Linked DNA regions of Pan troglodytes: region 2 is linked to region 1. A link is a contact called in public Hi-C data. All regions are on one chromosome and are shown on one strand. The core of a region is the stretch at or near the end of the contact, and the rest is flanking DNA. Distances in the headings are between cores, read along the strand shown. Region 1 holds the start of PTPN4 (protein tyrosine phosphatase non-receptor type 4). Region 2 holds the start of EPB41L5 (erythrocyte membrane protein band 4.1 like 5).

Evidence for each region. A called contact is a pair of places that touch in the nucleus more often than the background predicts.
Region 2: a contact with region 1 is called in a Hi-C map of stem cell-derived neural progenitor cells, with 1.9 times the contacts expected there. The contact joins the promoter of EPB41L5 here to the promoter of PTPN4 in region 1. A contact is called at or near these places in 1 of 7 Hi-C or Micro-C datasets (stem cell-derived neural progenitor cells) and 1 of 1 datasets of contacts at active chromatin or transcription factors (stem cell-derived excitatory neurons).

The regions. Positions count from the first base shown.
Region 1 is chr13:20,439,507-20,444,845 of NHGRI_mPanTro3-v2.0_pri, forward strand. It overlaps PTPN4 (protein tyrosine phosphatase non-receptor type 4), which reads left to right and starts at 3,959. Exons shown (of 27, transcript XM_525902.8): 1 at 3,959-4,975.
Region 2 is chr13:20,691,674-20,696,588 of NHGRI_mPanTro3-v2.0_pri, forward strand. EPB41L5 (erythrocyte membrane protein band 4.1 like 5) reads left to right here and starts at 3,014. Exons shown (of 25, transcript XM_016949606.3): 1 at 3,014-3,209.

The DNA of each region.
Region 1 (5,339 bases), core at 2,709-5,208:
AAGTGATCCACCCGCCTCTGCCTCCTAAAGTGCTGGGATTACAGGCATGAGCCACCACGTGTGGCCAAATTTATGGTAATTTGTTACAGCAGCAACAAGAAATGAAAATAGAGATGGAGTAAATAAATAGTTCAATGGCATGAAGTAAAAAAAACAGTCTAGATCCAACAAAAACTTTGAGAATTTCATATCTGATGAAAGCAATTTGGTGTGTGTGTGTGCGCGTGTATGTGTGTGGGTGTGTGTTTATTCCATAAGGTGGTGTTAGGACAACTGGATAGTTATTTAAAAAAACAAAAGCTACATCTCTATCCCCTTACACCAAAATTATTTCCCAGATAGCAGCAGAAGACCCATTAGCAATCCTGAGATCAGGATCATGGATTTTTAAGTATTTTAAAAACACAACTAAAAGTACTAGAAGAAAATGTGGGATTTTTTTAATGTGAAAAATACAAAACCCAGAATGATAAGGAAGAGGTGGATTATAATAGTAATAACTCTCACACAGTGAGGCAATCAGTAGTCAATTTGGCAGCATTTATCAAAGTTAAACATGGCCATACACTTCAACCCAGCAATTGCATTTCCACGAATTTGTCTTAAAGAAATGCTTCATTATGTGTACAAAGCTTTATGATGAAAATGTTCTTTAGAGCATTATTTGTAATAGCAAAGTACTAGAAACAGCCTGATGCCCATTAATTAGAGAAAGTTAAATATATTATGGCTCAGCCCTTAGATGACATGTATCTACATGTTTTGTTAAGGAATTATTTCCACACACATTTGTAAGTGAAATATGGTATGATCCCTTGTGTGTAGGGAAAAGAGATGTAGGTTTAGCTTATATATTCAGAGAAAATTCTGGAAGTGTACACAAGAACTGTCAATAGTGCCCACCTTTTGGGAGTGGGACTGACAGTAGGAAGAAGTCTTAGATTTTTAAAATTTTACACTTTTTTGTAGAGTTCCTGATATCAGGATTGCTAATGGGTCTTCTGCTGCTATTCAGCAAGAAAGGAAAAAAAGGAAAGAATTGCTGAAAATGAAGAGGGAGAGCCATGCTCACATGGTGACAAATCTGGGCCAGCTGCCTCAGAGGTATATGGTATAGGATTTTGAATTTTTTTAAGTATATTTAACACAGCTCTGTGATTAAAGGAAGCCCAAGCCACAGAATCCTGAACTTATTGGAAACATGTGTGACACCTCTTTAAAGGTTTAAATTATTTAAATTTGCTTGCTTTTGCTTTTAATTTATGCATGAAGATTCCAGGCAGGTAAAAAGATGAAATTCTCCCTTAACTGACTAGCTAAGGCAGACAGGTACCTAACCAAGGTCTCCTGTTGGGGACCAGGTTAGATAGGACTCACATTTGACTGAAAGCCTGTATACCTTTGTATGTCCCACCTCACCAGCATAGGCAACAAAATCAAGTCAGTTTAAGTCATGTGCTTTTTGAAGTTAAAATTCATACCACTCTGAGCTCTACCTAGCGAGTAGAGTCCAACCTTCCCTTGAGGTTCTTCTCCCTAGGTATCCCCAGTGATCCTACGGTTACTCATTTCTTCCAAAGGAGTCCTCTCCAGTTACTGATAGTGGGTGGCTGGTGAGTCAGCCACAGTGCCTAGTCAAAGTTTCTTCTCCACGGCTGCTGCCTGGGGTCACTGCCAAGGCCCATACAGGCAAGAACAAATGCTTGTTCCCTTCTGGCTGTAGCTACCCAGGGTTAAGAGAGGTCCTACCATTGACCACACAGTGCAAAACGGCCAGTCCTCGCCTGCCAACATCCTCCAAGTGTGGATACAACCTTTGCTCTTACTCTCCCAAAGCACAGTCAAGGGCAGACTGCAGACAAGGAAAAAAAACAGTCAATAGCAGTGTCTGCCAATATCCAGTAATGTTTGAGGCCACTTTTGAATGAAAAAAAAAATTCTTGCTAACTTCCAACTGTTAAGTCATTTTAATTATGTCTCTTAATTATACATAAACTTTAGGTAATAATTTCTTATTCTTATAGCTCACGTCTATAAAACTAAAACAATTTTAGAAATTAAATTCACAAATTTAAAAAATTCAATTAATATGATGTATGTAATGTGTGGTGAATGATATTTGTTGTTTTGCTGAAATTAAATTGTCCTTTGATATGAGAATATGGAACTCACTGCTATGGTATGCACTTTTTTGTTTGGCATGCTTATAATTGACTTAATTATCTCAACATTCTTCTCTATTTGAATTTCTGTTAAACTTTTGTGCAGTGTGCCGTAAAGGACGTATGACCTTCACTTAGCCAGAATGCTGTCCTTTCCACAAGAAGTATTCTATTCTTTTCCCATTAGCCCCAGAAAATTAAATTTGTGGTTGGTGCCAAATACAAAATCAAGTGCAGGGTTTCGTTACAAGGTGGTCATCAAATGATCCAGCATAGTGACTAGAATATATTAACTTTTAAAAGAACATAATTTAAGTAAGAGCAAAATATTTACATATTTTGTAGATAATTTGCATATATTTTTTCTTAGACTCCAGTTTAAGGAACAGTAGTCTACACCCCTGCTACTCCAGGGTGGTCCAAAAGCCAGGGAGCTTGTTAGAAAGAGTCTCTAGGCCAGGTGCAGTGGCTCACTCCTGTGATCCTAGCACTTTGGGAGGCCAAGGCAGGAAGACTGCTTGAGGTCAGGAGGGTTCAAGATCAGCCTGGGCAACACAGTGAGAGCCTGTCTCTATTGAAAAAAAAAAAAAAAAAGAAATGCAGAGTCTCGGCCCACTCTAGACCTAATGGATTAGGACATGCAGTTTAATAAGAACTCCAGGTGATCAGCATGTACATTAAAGTGTGAGATATACTAATTTATTATTTCCCAATTCAATTTTCAGTGGGCCCATGTGAGCCTGGGGCACAGTCTAAAGCTCTCTCTCTCTTTTTTTTAAGGACAATTATTGATTCTTCTCTTTCCAGGGTTGCAGGCAGGTAGATTTAAGGTGAACTCAGATTTTTCAAGGAATAATGGTGAGTATTGGTAACTTCAAAGGGTCCATCCTGGTGACTTGCAGGGGAAGTTCCACTCAGGAACTTTTGTGTCTTGCTTAACACCAGACACAAGACTACGTGTAAGCCAGGTGGCTCACATGTGTAATCCCAGCTACTCCGAAGGTTAAGGTAAGATGATCTCTTGAGCCCAGGAGTTGGAGACCAGCCTGACAACATAGCGAGACCTTGCCTCTAAACAAAAATTACATATTGTATGATTCCATTTATATGAAACATTCAATTTCTGGTGGAAGTCTCATATGATCTTTGGTTGGAGGATGACTGGATGTTGACAGATGACAATGAGGTGAAGAGCATTTTAGCAGAGGGAATGGCATGATCGAAGACAGAAAATGGAGAGTCAGAGGCAGGAATGCATATTTAGGGAGGAATGAATGAGCACTGGCTACAACAGAGATCTGGGAAGAAAAGCAAGTGAAGGAAGTAAAGCTGGAAACATGGATTGACAAGTTGTCTTTTTCAAATGGAAAAACTAACAGGTGTGAGGGAGAAGAGAGTCAATAGAAATTTCTATCTTTTCCAGATTTGTTCACATTCCCCTGATTTGTAGTCATTTTGTCGGCCTGGGAAAGTGGTTTTTCAAAGATCGTCTTTATAAAGGTAGGCTCTGATAGGATGCTCTAACAAAAATTGGGCAAAAAGGAAGTGTGGCGGTCCCCAAATCCCTTCTTCCCCCATTTCAGCTGAGATCATTCGCCAGTAGGCAACTGTCGTATTACCAATAAGTTTGTATCACCAATGAAATATTATAATGCACCTGGCTAAAAACCCTGGCGTGATAACACCAAATTCATGTTATTAGAAGGAATTAAATTTTAAAAAGCACACCGTTCCAGGCACACAGAAGGCACCCCCGAACGTTTGTTTTATAAACGCAGGTTGGTTGCTGAGGCTTTGTTTTGGAGCCTACGTTTAGGAGAGGAAATGATTCAAAACTGCCCCCCAAAACCTATATCCTCCAGGAGCACTGAGGTTGGGGCGACCTGCTGCCAGGTGGTCTGGTTTTCCCTTTTAACACACGCTTCTTGCCCACAATCCGGTCCCTGCAGGGGTCGCAGTCCAAACAACCAATCGCGACGCGGCTGCGGGGCGGGGGCCACAGCGCTCCGCCTCCCCTTCCAATCCGCCCTCCCAATCCTCCTAGGCCGCTCTCTCTCGCACCTGCGTGCTCCTCTGCGCTCCGACTGGTGCGACTTCTCCCTGCGCTAGCGAGGCAGGGTTTTGGCCTCGCCTCTCGCGAGATCGCCTCCTGTTGCTGCCGCCGCCGCTCCTGGCCACTGACTGGCGGCGCCTGCGCAGCCGCCATGTTCGGTTGCTATGCTGCGGCCTAGGAGAGGGGGTGTGCTTGAGGGAGGAGGAAGAGATAGAGGAGGAGGAGGGGGAGGAAGAGGAGGTGGAGAAGGAGGGGGGTGACTGAGCTCCTCTTGCACTCTCACACACAAACGCTGCCCAGGATTACCCGCCAGCTCACGCCGCGCAGTGCGCTTTTCCGCTCCTCGCGCCCCACCACCAACATTGTTCTCTCAGGACTCCTGGGTCCCAGGGGCCGGAATTGGGCCTGAGCGGGAGAGGAAAGAGACTTGGCTTTGGCCGAGGGGTCGGAGGATTGGGGCCAGGCCCCCTCCCCCACGCACTTTTGGGGGTGTGGATTATCTCATCCCTGCAGGGAGGTAGGAGAGGTCGCCGGCTGCCCGCCTCCGTGCCACCTCCCCAGCGGCGCCGGCCCGCGGCTGCCCAGCAGCATGAGGTGGTGCTGGCGGCTCCGGGTCGTGGCGCGACCGCTGCGGCGGCGGCTGCTCGGGGGGCGCTGAGGTAGCCCCCCGGAGCGGCACGGCGGACGCGCTTCTCCTCTGCGCGCCGGGGCCTCGAGGCTTTTTTCTCCAGCCGAGAGGACGCGGCTGTGATATACGAAGGTAAGAGGTTCTCCGGTCCCCGCCGGCCTCTCGGCCCTGCACGTTGAACGCGAGGCTGTTACCTGCATGTGTGGCTCCTGGGAGGTGAGCCAGGTGGGGCAAGCCGGAGGTACGAGGATGATTTGAAAGGAAGGAAAAAAGGACACAAACAAACAAACAAACAAAAAACGCTTTCTGTCCTTTCTTCCTGGGACCTCTGCTTTTGCGGGGGTTAGAGTTGGAATCTCTGTTATGGGTCAGCGAAGGGACAAGGGATGGAATAGGTGCGGAGATGGAATGTTCCCAGTACCTAAACTCTAGGTAAAGCTTTGGAATCTTGAGTTTTCCATTGCTGGTAGAATTCCTTTTTTTTTTTTTTTTTTTT
Region 2 (4,915 bases), core at 1,764-4,263, 250 kb after region 1:
TGATAGGGGATAGAAAAAAAGATTGAGCAGGATGGATGAAGAGGACACTGTTTTTCAAAACTGGTATGCTTTCCAACAATTTAGGAGAATAAGATATGTTTATAAGTATTGACAGAATTCGCTTCCATTTCTGATGTGTAATCAGATAAACCAGAACTTTTCAAATGAGTAAACATCAGGTAAACATGGAGAGAGACAGTCTGGACAGGCTGAGGGGATGGCACTGAAGACCCTGCAGTTTTCCAACTGGCTAATCAGACCCCTGGGAAGAAGGAATGCTTTTCAGGGGTACCTGGCCCGGGTGGGTTTGTTTGTTGTTTTTTGTTTTGTTTTGTTTTTAGACAGAGTTTCACTCGCATTGCCCAGGCTGGAGTGCAGTGCAGAGAAAGCAGCTCACTGAAACCTCCGCCTTGTGAATTCACGCGATTCTCCTGCCTCAGCCTCCCGAGTAGCTGGGACGGTTTTCACCATGTTGCTCGGGCCAATCTCGAATTCCTGAGCTAGAACTCTTGAGCCTTGGCCTTCCAGAATGCTGGGATTACAGGTGTCCAGGTGGTATTTTTTTAAATACTTTTTTTTTTTTTTTCAGACAGAGTCTCTGTCGCCCAGGCTGGAGTGCAATGGTGCAATCTCAGCTCACTGCAACCTCCACCTCCTGAGTTCAAAAGATTCTCCTGCCTCAGCCTCCCTAGTAGCTGGGATTACAAGCATGTGCCATCACACCCAGCTAATTTTTGTATTTTTAGTAGAGACGGGGTTTTACCATGTTGGTCAGGCTGGTCTCGAACTCCTGACCTCAAGTGATCCTCCTGCCTCGGCCTCCCAAAGTGCTGGGATTACAGGCATGAGCCACCACATTCGGTCTAAAGGACTTTATTATGAAAAATTTTAGATAGAATAGTTTAACGTCCCCATCACCCAGCCTCAGTTTATGGCCCATTCTTGTTTCATCTATACCATTGCTGCTTCCCCCTGCCATATCATTTCGTTTTTTTGTTGAGATAAAGATGCAAGATGACCAGCAACAATTCCTCCCATCCCTGAACACCCATTCTGCTCCTCTCATGAACAGTGATGAAAATATTCCACAATTAGATTGTGGTTTGTGGTTCTACAACTCTGTGAAAATACCCAAAGCCATGGAAGTGTACACTTTAAGTGGGTGCATTATATCTCAATAAAGATGTTTTTAAAAGGTGGAGAAGGAAAATTTCTCTATTTTAATAATATTTAAAGAAAAAAAAAAAGAGGTAGAGTCTCTTTCATCTCCTTGAAACTGGTCGGGCTGTGTGATTTGCTTAAACCATTAACAGGCAGCAGAAGGGACGCTCCGTGACTGCTGGGCATAGCCCTTCATAGGCCTCAGAGCTTCTGTTTTCACTGTTTTGCCACACCAGCGGACCTGCAAGAGAGTAGCCCAGGCAGAACTCAGCTGTTCTTTTCAGCCACCCCAGCGGAGATGCCACACAGACCAGTGGAACCACCTTGGCAGCTCCAGCACCTGTTGAGCTGCCCAGCCAACACCACATGGGGCAGAGATGAGCTGCCAAGCCTGTCTACTATGTTTTGGGGTGGTGGAGGAGTGGGCAGTGCCAAATCCCGAGAAGAAGCTCAACGAGTATTTGTCTCTTTTCATTTCAGCAAGCGGAGTGTCCTCAAGGTAACACCTTCCAGTGGCTCCCCCACCTCTCTCAGAGCTCTAGCCAGGGCCCACAAGGCCCTACATCTTACCCCTTTCCTCTCTGTCACCTCCTCCTCTTCCTCTTGCTTCCTCACTTCTAGCCACACTGGACTTCCTTGAAAAGACAGACCTGTCCCCTTGCAGGGCCTTTTGCCCTTGCTGCTCCCTTCGGTTCTCCCCAGATGGCCACAGGGTTCCTCCCACACCTCCTCTAGGTCTTCACTCAAATGCTACCTTTTCTTTTTTTTGAGACTGAGTCTGGCTTTGTCGCCAGGCTGGAGTGCAGTGGCGTGATCTGGGCTCACTGCAACTTCCGCCTCCTGGGTTCGAGCGATTCTCCTGCCTCAGCCTCCTGAGTAGCTGGGACTACAGGCGGACGCCACCACGCTCAGCTAATTTTTGTATTTTTAGTAGAGACGGAGTTTCACAATGTTGGCCAGGCTGGTCTCGATCTCCTGACCTCGTGATCCGCCCGCCTCGGCCTCCCAAAGTGTTGGGATTACAGGCGTGAGCCACCGCGCCCAGCCAAATGCCACCTTCTTATTGAGACCTGCTGTCTATGTAAAATCGCAAACCCTCACTGCCTGTCGTTATTCCCTACTTGTACTTTTCTTTTTAGCATTTACCAATGTCTGACAGTATTTAATTTCACTAATTTATCTCGTTTATTTTATGTCTCGTTTATATTCCTGCTATAACGTAAACTCCGGGAAGGATTTTTGTCTGTCTTGGTTGTCTGTCGTATCTCGTGTCTAGAACACAGAACTCATAGTAAGTAGGCACTTCAATCAATTACCTGTAGAATGAACGGACTGAATGTCACCTGGTTAGAGTACCCTCCTGACCACACTCTGCTAAGCAGTAATCTTTTATTTCTCTTTCCCAGTTTTATTTTTCCTCATTTACACTTAATCACCTTTTGACACCTATTTGTTTACTGTTTCCCCAGTAGAGTGAAAGTTACTTTAACAGCAGAGATTTAAATGTATTTTAATCCCTACAAAGGAGAAAAAGGGAGGAAATACGTGACAGGCTCTCAGTAAGTATTTGCGAAGGATTTAATCTCTTGAACGAATGGATGAATGAATCTAGCAGCCAGCTCCACCAGCCTCCTTCGTGATAGGACTAACTGGGGTCTGTCTGCGGGCGGGCGCCTCCTCCGCGGGCGGAGGGCCGCAGCGGGAACTGGGTTTCGGCAGCGCCCCATTAAACCAGCCGCGGACGCCCGGCTGCTGGCGCTAGTTCCAGCCCTGCCGGGCCCGGCCTCGCCGGCTTTTTTCCAGTCGCCGTGCCGGCCAATTTCCGGGCGGTGTCATCGCCCGTTTAAGAGCGGAGCGCTCCGCCCTGGGGGCGGAGCTGGGAGGGAGCTTTAAGGGGCGGACGGGTGGGAGGTCGGGGTCCTCCGCGGATTAGAGCCGGTGGGCTCGTGGGCGCCATTTCTCGGCGTCTCCCGAGGAGCCGCCCCTTTCTCAGCCTTGCTCGGCTCTTCCCCCCTCTGGTCGCCGGGGCTGCGCCGTCCCCAGCTCAGGTAAGCGCGAGGCCCGGCGGCGCCGCAGTACAGTCCGCTGCCCTCGTAGCCGAGTGGACCCTTCCTCGCCCGCGCCTGCGGTGGCGGCCTTGTCCCCGGGGAGGCGGGCGGGGGCCGCACCCAGACCCTAGGGCGGCCGGCCCCTGGCTCGTCGGGCCGGCAGGGCATTAATCCCGCCGGAGGGAGGGGCGGCGGCGGCCAATGAGGCAGGGCCGCCGAGTTTCGGTCGATACCGCGCGACGGGCCGGGGCGGAGGGCCCGGGGCAGCCGGGTTAATGTTTGCCGAGCGGACGCGCTCCCCGAGCCGCGGGTACCCCTCGCTGGTCCGCTGGGCTGCCGTCCAGCGGGAGAGACAAAAGTCGCAAGGGAAGGGGAAAAACGAACTGAGTTTGTGTCACGGTCTTGGTGGACTTTTCGAGCTAACTTGTATTTGAGAAAAACTTCAGTCTCTTGGGAAAGGAGAGGCAGGTGTGTTCCCATGAAAGACGCGGTCTGAAGGGCCCGCCCCGCCCCCACCCGGGACGGTCGTCGTGCTAATGATGGGTTCTTTGGTGTGTAAATGTTAATTGTGTCTGTGGTTACTCGAATTCTACCTAAGAGCGAGACCCAACTCTTAAAACGTTTGGCAATATTTTAGACTAATATTGAAAGTTTTTAAAGAATTACGGGGAAAATTCCCATAACCGTGTACATTTGTAATGTAACCCACAGCTGCATTAACTCAGTTTCTAACATAACCCGTTGCTGAGCTCTAGTTAACCTTGTTGGATTATTTGTGCATGTAATATGCTGTGCAGGCTTTAGAAAATAGGTTAACATTATTCGAAAACGATATGCGTAACTGCTGTTGAATTACTCGCTTGCATTTTCTTTATTGGGAATACTGGGACAAAATATAGTGTTACCTTAATGGCATTTGCTGTATGTTATATTGCTTTATCAGAAAGCAGTTAACCATATTGTGGCCACCAGTCATGTAAGAGTATACATATTTCATGACTAACTTTTGGGTTTTGGATACTTTTTTTAACCAACTTCTGATAGGATTGCTTAAATTTGCATTTTATGATTCTAAAGGAAATCCTTCTAGTTAGGAACTAGAGTAGAAACTACCGTTTTTTGGAAGCCACATAAACCTACCATCCAGAAATTCCACTGTGTCATTCTAGTGTGTCAGGCGAGATGCGGGTTAAGCCAGCTGTTGGGCCAAAGTAGTGAACAAGCCAGACGAAGTCTTTGTCCTTGTGTGTGAGTGGGGGAAGTAGTCAGTAAAAAAAATAATAATTAACAGATATTTAATTACAATTTGTTTGTTATAAAGAAAAGTCTAAGAGTACTGAAAGAGACGTCGAATTTAGACTAACAAGTCTGAGATTGCTTTTCTGAGAATAAGACATTTCAACTGTAAGTCTGAAGTTAGTCCAGTGAAGTGGGAGCGGGTGGAAGAGAGGTGAAGTGGAAAAAGAGCAATCCAGAAAGGTGGAACAGCTAATGAAAAATGGTCCAGAATTAAAAAGACTGTCGGGCCGAGCAGAAAGAGTACGAGAGCAGAGCAAACAGAGGGGAGTAGGCTGACAGATGGGTCAGGCAAGTAGGAGGAGCTGCATCTAGGACCAGGGCCATTAAAGATTTTAGAACAGGGATCAGATTTGTGGTTGCCAAAAATCCAGCGGCTGCAACATGAAGAGCGCAATTGGAAGAGTGCA